Regions from separate parts of the Macaca mulatta genome. Here region 2 is linked to region 1. The links are chromatin contacts, called in public Hi-C maps. All regions are on one chromosome and are shown on one strand. Each heading gives the region's core, a stretch centred on a gene start, on an enhancer-like site or on the middle of the called end of the contact. The rest is flanking DNA. Distances are from core to core; before and after follow the strand shown.

What was found. Hi-C and Micro-C count contacts between places; a contact is called where the count stands out from the background.
Region 2: a contact with region 1 is called in a Hi-C map of blood, with 1.7 times the contacts expected there. The contact joins two enhancer-like sites. A contact is called at or near these places in 3 of 14 Hi-C or Micro-C datasets (blood, fetal cortical plate and liver).

Annotation. Positions count from the first base shown.
Region 1 is chr18:43,399,531-43,404,282 of T2T-MMU8v2.0, forward strand. The region is part of intron 3 of SMAD7 (SMAD family member 7); the gene reads left to right. Among named protein-coding and RNA genes, the nearest start is that of SMAD7, 23 kb to the left of the region's middle. Within about 2 kb of position 1,946, at least 21 of the 40 cell types and tissues checked have an H3K27ac peak or open chromatin away from gene starts, as enhancers often do. A contact at or near this core is called in blood, where this site is marked.
Region 2 is chr18:43,494,691-43,499,442 of T2T-MMU8v2.0, forward strand. The region is part of intron 10 of CTIF (cap binding complex dependent translation initiation factor); the gene reads right to left. Among named protein-coding and RNA genes, the nearest start is that of SMAD7, 120 kb to the left of the region's middle. Within about 2 kb of position 1,906, at least 13 of the 40 cell types and tissues checked have an H3K27ac peak or open chromatin away from gene starts, as enhancers often do. A contact at or near this core is called in blood, where this site is marked.

The DNA.
Region 1 (4,752 bases), core at 696-3,195:
ATGAATATCCCATGTTTGGTTGATTTAGTGCTTGATGGACACTTGGCTTGCTTCTACCTTTTGGCTATTGTGAATAATGCTGCTGTGAACATGGATGCGCAAATGCCATAGGAGTCCCCGCTTTCAGTTCTTCTGGGTATATACCCAGAGGTGGAATTGCTAAATTACACTGTCATTCTGTGTTTAATTTTTTAAGGCATCGCCAACGGCAGAGCCTCCTTGACTTGTGTGTCGGCACACACTGATCACATGGGGTGGGGGAGCCCTACCGACTGCGGGTGGGCTTGAGGGGTGAATCCTGGGGCAGAGGGAGTGAGAAAGGGGGGAGGGGGCAGTCTGTCCCTGCACGGTGGGGGAGGGGCAGTGCTGGGCTGCTGCAGTCACCAGCCAGATTTGGAGCTCACATTTATGGGAGCCCATGTTTATGGGAGACCTGGAGGCTCTGAAAGGTGGGGCACCCAGCACAGAGCGTCTGGCTGTGTGTGTTGGACTCCAGGGCCTTGTGACAGCAGCTTCTGGGTGGGGGACCCTTTCATTCTTCTTTTATTCCCTTGACCTCCTAACTGGAGGTTAGGAGTGGGAGGGCCCGCCAGAGGGAGTGGGGGCTCGGGTCTAGGAGGTCCTGGGTGCTTCAGGGGTGAAAGGGCTGGGATGGCTGAACAGTGAGCGTGTCCAAGCGGGAGAGATTAGATTACGGAGGCAGACAGAAGTAATGATTAACTTTTCCAGTCTGCACGCTGTCTCCAGGCTGTCGTACTGTTGTTTTTCCCTCTAAGTACAGTGCGGCCCTGGCCTGGCCAGGCCCTGGTATTGGGTTGTAAAGTGAGAGATGGAATGAGGGCTGCGAGTGCACAGGGAGGGAGCTTGCCGGAGAGGAGAGATCTTTTCCATCGGATCCTGCATTGGAATTTATTGGCTGGAATGCAGTAAATGTTCAAAATGCCATCCCATCCAACAGTTTTCATAATTGTTATGGAACAAGGGGAGCCGGGGGAGGGGACGAATGAAAAGGACTTTTGTTTCTCGCTGTATTTTTCCACGTCTTCAGACGGCTCTCCTACCCTCTAGAAACTGGAGTGGAGTTGGACCTGTGGGGGATGGGGTGGGAGAGGGCAGGGTCTGCCTTTGGGTCCTGTGATACCTTCCAAGGACTTAGGGGTCCTGGTGCCCTGGGACTTTATTACAACGAGGCCCACGGCAAAAGTAGCTTGGTTTCTTGCAGGCACAGAGCCCCCACACCTGCAAAACCAGGGAAAAACTGTCCTGTCCTTCTAGGGGTTTTGTCCTTTTAGAAAATTGGCTTATGATGCAGTGGTTTCTATTAAGATTTTCATGATGCTTTAACACGTGTGTGTGTGTGTGTGTGTGTGAGAGAGAGAGAGAGAGAGAATCAGCATTCAGTGTCAACTGCCCAGATGGGAATCCAGATAGGGAATTTGGGGAATCTCCTGACACTCTCAGGGTGGCAGGTGGGTAGGTGGGTGAGGTAAGAGACTTGACTTGGATGTCTCTCTTGGACATGACAGACTTTCTGTTCCATGCTTGTCCCAGCCCTTGTGCCTTCCTGGGGGTGTCAGGGTCATGCCCAGAGGGAAGGCAGCTGATCAGACAATGCCATGCAGGGCTGAGGGCTTCTGTGCCTGCTAATATGTGAACCCCCTTTCTGAAGAGAGCTGCTCTGAGTTACTTGGGGAGTAACAGTGGGAACCTGGTTGGTGCACCATGGAGGGGAAGTATCTGGAAATTCGAACTTGAGAAATGATTCGGCTGCATGCACACTAAACAGCAGCCAGAGAGGCCCTTTACTGTCAATATTATGAATGGAGTTGGCTGGGTCGGGAGTCCCCACCCTTCCTCTGAGGCCTCTCTCAGAGGAGCCTGGGCAGAGCGGGCCTCCTCAGACAGCAGTGGCTGCAGGCAGCTGGGTACACGCTATAATTTGCATGGCTGAATGCTGGGGCACAGGAAGCCGCGTCAGCCTGGCTGGCGAGACAGACAAGAGCTTTTGATTTGTGTGGCTTTCCTCCCCTGCCCTGTGCCACCCTCAATTACATTCTCCATGGCAAGATAAACGCTCTTCGGAGCATTTATCCCCAGGTTGGGGGCTTCAGACTCAGATGTTTGGGGGTTTTGGGAGGTGGTGTGGGACCAGTTTGGGGAGCCAGGGAGTACATTTTAGTTCCAGGAATTGATTATTTAACGTAATTTGTAAGGACACAGTCACTAATTAGTGTTCTAGACCAGCAAGATCTGCCAAATATGTAGGCTTGGGAGAGGTGGCATTGAGGGCGGTGATGGGAGGAGAAACTTCAGGGAACCAAACCTGGGCAGACAGTGGAAGGATGACAGTGATAAAAGAGATCCTCTCCTGGGGGCCCACCGTCTCTTGAGGGTGATGAATAGTAAGACAGAGTAAAAACTCATTTCTGACTATTTGAAATTAAAAAACAAAAAGTTGGTTTAGAGATGGACACAGCAAAGCCTGACTCAAAACCTCCTTTCCCTTTTGATTTGATTTTGTTTTATTGTTGCAAATTAAATGCAAAAATGTACCCTGCTCCTCAAAGTGGTTTTCTTACTCTCTGGAAGGTTGTAAAAATAAATGGAACCAGTGTTGTTTAATACTGAGAATCAGAGTGCAGCCAGAGACCATGAAGGCCAGAAGGGGGCCCATGGGGCCATCTTCCCTTGTCCCCTTTACATTATTTATGGACAGGTCAAACTGAGACCCTGAGAGGGCAAGCCACTTGGCCAAGGTCACAGAGCAGCTTGCTGGCAAAAAAGCCATTTCACCCCCCACTTCTTGCTGCAGGGAAGTTGCACCCCATGCTCAGCTGTAAAAGCTGGTGCAGCATTTCCAAAGTGTGTTCTGAAGGACACTTTGGAGAGAACAGTGGGGCTTGGTGGCTTTAGAGGCCTGTGTCCACAGCTCACACCAGGCAATATTCTGGGCTTGAAGTATAGCTCTGCACAAGCCGGTGACTTGTGCTTCACCCCCACTACTCCCTTTTTGAAGAGACTGGTGATAGTATGCAGCCTCAGAGGCTTGTTGTCATGAGCCACTTAGAGAACACAGCCTATGCAAAGTAAATGCTTATTAAGTATAGGCATTGGCCCAGAACTGTCCTCCCATGGGGTGTGGGGCTGTGGAGACAATTGGGAAGACTGGTGGGCATTTTCTGAGCAGCTGGAGAACCCAGGAGCCTCAGAGATGAGACCAACGTGTGTGCAGCACTCTCCTCAACTGGCCTCAATCACTTTTGCATCAAATTGGTACAGCAACCTTATGAGGCTGGCCTGGGGGAGCCCCGTTTTAGGGATGAGCTGAAGTTACCCCAAGGCTGCATGCGAGGTTGGTGTGTCTGAGTCTGTAGCTGGTCAGCTCACCTCTGGGGTTGGCACGGGGGCAGGGGTTCTGCCATGGCTAGAAATCCCCGAGGGGTGGAAACGAAGCCTACTGGGCCCGGGAACCAGAGAGCTGCCTGGCCTTTGAAGGAGACCCTGTGGCACCCCCTGCCCACCCCCAAGTCCAGCCATCTCACTTCACTAGAGATGTTGCAAAACATGAAAAAAAAAAACCATTGTTCTCAGGTCAACCTTCCACCAGCCAGGATTCATCCTCTGATCTGTTTGGGGAAGGAGCATGGGGTGGTGGAGATGGGTTGGGTGCCAGCATTTTCTGAGTAACTCAGAGTTTACCTGAAACATTTTGGTTTGTTTCCTCCATGAGGAACTCGCTCTAAACCCCAGCATTGTCTGTGTTTCCTGAGGAGTCTGAGGGAGCTCTGGGGTCCTATTTCCTCTTCTGGATGAGGCTGTGAGCATGGTGGATTAGAGACGGCCCCGGGTCTTAAAGTGAGCCCAGATGTCTCAGCAAGTTTTACAGGTCTCTATTTGGTGGGGTTGCTGCAGGGGGGATTTGCCTAGAAAACAAGAGACCAGCAAGGGTCCTTGTGAATTATGATGATTTGGGGTGAGAATAGATGGGATAGATTGGCACTGGAGTCCCTTTTTATCTCAGGCTTGTGCCTGAAGAGGGCTTGTTGATATCAGAACAGCCAATTTCCTGACAGGGTTGGGAGCAGGGAATGGGTGCTGTTAACCTTTGAGATGTCTGATATGGAGGGAGAGACAGGATGAGGCAACCGTTGGCGGCGCCTGGGTCCTGAGGACAGAAGGACCCTGGACCTGGCGTTGGCGAGGCGTGGTGATGTTTGCGCTCCCAGGTTGCCAGGTGCAAGTTATGTCCACATTTCTGCCCTTCGTTTGCCCCTGATTGGCACAGGGAGGCCTGCAGGAGGCGGCCACGCCTGCCCAGACGCTCTTCCTCCCCAACTTCTCCGTCCTCAGCCTTCTGCTCTGTTGGACCATAGAGGAGGGAGCTCATAAGCCCGTGGCCCTGTAGGACTTTGGCAGAGGAATATTACTTCATTATCCAAGTGCCTCACAGAGATGAGAGCTGGTGGAGACCCCTCCTCACCCACCTTTGACCCCAGCTCCCAGTACTCTGGCAATTGGACACATTTAACCATGGAGTGTCAGCTGATGGAGTTCATGTCTCTAGTGGCTTTTTTCCCCAAGCTTGTCCTTGTTCCTAAATGGAATCTTGGGAACCCCCTCCCCACAAGCACCTCCTTTGTGTGTCTGGGCCCAGTCAGGCCCAGTATAGCCTCTCTTCCATGCCTGCCCGTGTTCTCAGAACCCCATGGCTGTTCTTGGAGCCTCTCTGCCCTCTGCCTTCAGGTGGAGACC
Region 2 (4,752 bases), core at 656-3,155, 95 kb after region 1:
CAGCAGGGCCAGCACCAGAACTCAGATTTCCTGACTCCTAGCTGGTTGTTCCGGCACCAGGCAAAGAGGAGAGGAGTAGAGGAGGAAGGCCTGGCTAATCCTTCCTTGGGCATGACCCACGGCAGTCTCCTGGGGCTTCTCACCCTCCTTCCCTGCCCCTCTAGGTGAAAGGCAGGTGCTGGCAGCCCAGGGGGACCTGGTGGGATGTTGGGACCTGGAGTGCTGAAGTGACGGGGTTGGTTGGGGATCTCACTCACTGGTGCCTCATAATTGCCCAGGCCTTTGGAGTTGAGGTGTGAGAAGCTGGAGGGTCTGCCTCATACACATCTTAGGGGGCAGGAGGGTGGTGGAGGGGTCCCCTAGAGGCCAGTGGTGATCCCCACTGTCCTCCAGGCAGAGCAGGCAGGACCCACACAGCACTTAGAATCAAGCCTTGAAAAAGACCAGGCTGAGCATGGGGACCCTGAGGGGCAGCCCAGGGCTTCTCTGGGGGCTGCTAACTGTGCTCAACAGGGGGCACCTGACGGGACCATGTCAGCCCCAGGAGAAGCACAGAACACACTTTTTAACTCTGATCTTGTTGCTGGGATCCTGAATGCTCCAGAGCACAGTGAGAGCTGCCTCTTTAGAGAGGTGGCTGCTCGGGGAGGAGGGAGGTAGGGCCTGGAGGTGGGTGGGCTCCAAGGCAGTGGCTCCTAGGGCGGGGGTATGCATTTGTGCCTTCCTGAAGCAAATGTTCATGGGCTAGACGGCCTGGGGTCATGGGGACCAGACAGCCCGGGTGCCTGTCCCCAGGCCACCTACAGTGGGGGGCAGATGGGTAGAATGACAAATGCAAACAGGGTGCTGGGAGAGAGCCCTCTTTGGATGGATGAGGTGATCAGGGCAGGCTTCTCTGCAGAGGAAACCCAAAGGTTGAGTGGGGGGCAGCCAAGTCGGGGGTGAGGGCGGGTGGGGGGCTTGGTGGGAAGGGACAATGACCGACCGTTCCCACACCAGTCCCCTCTCCGCACCTGGCCCGACATGTCCCATTTGATCCTCACATAGCCCCGTCGCGGATCATGCCGGAGGGTGGAGATCAGATGATCTCCAGTGTGCCCAAGGCCACTCATGGAGGTCAGGGAGCTGATTCCCAGATCCAGGAACATGCCTCGAAAGTTTGGTGCTCCCTTCTGCACTGTGCTTATAGATGTGGGATCCTTAGCTTTCCTGGGAGCATGGATCCCTCTGAGGATCCCGATGAAAAATCTGCATGTCTCCCAGAAAAATGTACCTCTACACAGGTTCACAGATGTCTGCATACAATTTCAGGGTTCTCACACCCTGAAGGCCACCAAGGGCCCCAAGGACATGAACTTTGCACAGCACAACCTAAATCGTCAATGGCAATGTCTTAGGAGCGTAAGACAGCGACTGCCTCGGTAAGGCCATCAGCACAGCCATGGCCGCACATGTCGTCCGGAGGATCAGGTGGCCTTTTTCTGTGGCTTTTGAGGTTGAGGTTGGGTACCCTTGTGGCTAATGCATAACGCCAGGATGGCCAATAAAGACACCATAAAAGTTCCCTACTGTGTGCCTGACACTGGACAGATGAAATCTCCAGGTCTTCTGGGAAGCCCGCAGAGGTAAAGGCTGTTTTCTCATTTTACTGATGGAAACTGAGGCTCAAGGAAGTGAAGGAATTTGTTTCAAGTCCCAGATAGTACCATGAACATGAGATTTGAAATCATGCAAGTCTGACCTGCAAACCTTGGTTCTTTCCATTTTCCCTTCTCACAGAAGGGGCTTTCCGCTTCCCGGAAGCTGGCAGGGAGTTTCTCTAAAGCGCAGGTTGGAGTGGTCAGAAGGGAGTGAACGGACAGCACGAGGAAGGCTCAGCACATGCCAGCTCCACTCACGGGAAATGACTCACGGCAGCCCTGCTGCTCTCGGGCTCCGGGGGACACATACACATTTCCTGTGTCTCGGTAGAGCCTTGGGCAGTGTGAGCTGGCAGGGCAGATCGCTGAAGGCGGCTAGAGATAGAATAGCACCCAGCTCTGCATCCTGAGACAAAGAAGACTTTCCCTGGGCTCATATGACAGAGGTATGTTGCCTCTGGGCCTCAGTTTTGCCATCTGTAAAATGGGGTGAAGATCAGACTAGATTGGGCATATTCTGTGTGGGACCCCCCTAGTGACAGCATCAGCATCACCTGAAAAACTGCAAATTCTCCTTTATGACAGTGGCTCTCAAACCTTAATGTGCATTGAAATCATCTGGAGGGGAGTTTCTCACTCGAGAACCACACAGCGAGATCAGGGATCGGCGAACTACAGTCCACTGGCCAAATCTGGCCACGGCCTGCTTTTTATGGCCCATGAGCTAAGAATAGTTCTTTCCATTTTTCAGTAGTTGGGGAAAAAAATCAAAGAATATTTTGTGACACATACAAATTATATGAAATTCAAATCTCAGTGTCCATAAATAAGGTTTCGTTGGCACACAGTCACTCTCAGTCATTTGCATATCGTCTACGGCTGCTTTTTCCGCTATGAAGACAGAGTCAAGGCGCTTGCTCTCCTGGTTTCATGCTGCTGCTCGCGCCCTACACCTCACAGGGATGTGGTTAAACTCGGCTTTGCCTCTTGGCCTGCAGAGCCTAAAATATTTACTATTTGGCCCTTCATACAAGACATTTGCCGACCCTGATCTATAGAGAGAAGGGAAAGGAAGAGAAAGGGAGGGGAGGGGAGGGGAGGGGGAAGGGGAGAGAAGGGGTTTGTGCAAGAGCTGGGGTCCCTTCTGGGGAAAAAAATGAGCTGTCAGGGGCTTTTGGAATCTGAGAGAGTCCTGCTCTGTGCTGGGCCAGCACTTGGAATCTTTTGCACAGCTGCTTTGAGGGTGATCTGGAAGGCCCCTCGGACCAATAAAGACCTTCCCTCTTGCCTGTATGAAAACCTAACATTCCACTTCTAGAGCAGGGGCTCTTACCTGGGAAGCCCCCCATCCAGAGGCCAGGCTTCAGGGGTTCTAGGTAAGCTTTTAAGCATGCAGGTGTTTTCTGGGGAGAGTCTGGTGGCGCCAGTGATCTTCCCTACCCCTCCAGAATCCCAAGCACCCTTTTGTTCCTTTGGGGCACACATTTTTCTCTTCCTACCCTTCCTTTCAAAATGTGAAAGTCCCCGGAAGGGGGACACTGTGCATGTACATCCTCCTACCTAGGAAAGGGGTGAGATGATCTGATGGGACTAGGCAGGCTTTAGGAACGTCCAAGGAGTCTGAGGAGGGGTAGAGGGTGGTGGGGGCGGGGGTGGGGGCATTTAGAGAGAGGAAATGGTGATCAAGGAAGAGGGCCTCTTTCCCAGAGGGCTGCAGGACCCCCAAGCCCATACAATCTGTACTCATCCACTTCTCCGCATCAGCAAGAGGCATCCAAGACTCGCAGCCCATCCGGCTACCCTCCCACCCTCACTGGTGGGCATCTCCACTCCCCAGGCCCCACAAGGCCTCCCGCCTGCAGCATTAGCCAAGCAAGTCTCAACTCTGGCCCTGGGATTCCAGGTATTTTCCCAGCCAGCCGCACCTCATCTAATTGCTTTCCAGTCAGCTAATCCCTGGCCCACGCCCTCCACTCCAGCCAGGCAAGCCACGTCTGTGTGGTCAGCAGGAGCTTCTGAGACTTCCCATGGCACGCGTCCAAGCCTGGGGCAGCCTCTCGCCTCCCCTTGCCCAAACCACATCCTCTTTGCCCTTCCCCACACCTCAAACTCTCCTCTAACATTTCCAAAAAAAGTAGAGCTTGGTCCAGTCCAGACCAAAAGCAGCAGACTAATTCATTCCCTACCACCCCGCCCCCCAGACTCATCACTTCCTGGCTATCAGGGAAGAACAATTAGCAAAAAGTGGAGCTGTACCTACTGTTCAATTTCCAGAGCTAATTGTTTTCAGCAGGGTTTTGGCCTTAATTAAAGGATAATTAGTTACTGAATGTGTGTTTGCATTTCCACAAGTGTGTTTGCGTTTCCTAAGTCTGGCTTTTAACCCTGGGAAACCAGATTCAGCAAATACTTTCATGTTTCAATACTTCTGAGTAAGGGAGAAGGTCTTAATTACAGAAATCGTAGTCCTGTGTAATCAAAGGGCAATGCAAGAATGAGTTAATTGTGCCTTCCACACACCCGGCCACGATTTCTGTTGATCTGCTGTGAGGAGAGGGTGGCAGCTGCCTGGCCCTGCCCAGCACTGTGTCCCTATCTGTGGATTCTGTTCTTATCCCTGTCATGCAACTGGCCACCCCAGCCACAGCCCTTCTCTTCCCTTTCTATGCATTTCTTCTTTCTTACCTTTTCCCCCTCGTTAGCACTTTGGGAGGTCGAGGTGGGCGGATTGCTTGAGCCCAGGAGTTCGAGACAAGCCTGGGCCACATGGCAAACCCCTGTCTCTACTAAAAGTACAAAAAATTAGCCAGGGGTGGTGGTGCACACCTGGAGTCCCAACAACTTGGGGGGCTGAGGTGAGCCGATCATTTTGAGCCTGGGAGGTCGAGGCTGCAGTGAGTCCTGATTGTGCCACTACATTCCAGCGTAGGTGACAAAGGGAGACCCTGTCTCAAAAAAAAAAAAAAAAAAAAAAGAAGGACCGTGTTTTCCAGACCCTGCAGGGAGCTCTCCAGCCAGGTAGCCCCACACGCACACTGGCTGTGAGCTTGAGGCTTTAGTATTCATGGTGCCCCTTTGCTACCTGGTGCCGTGAGAGGCTATGAAAAGTACT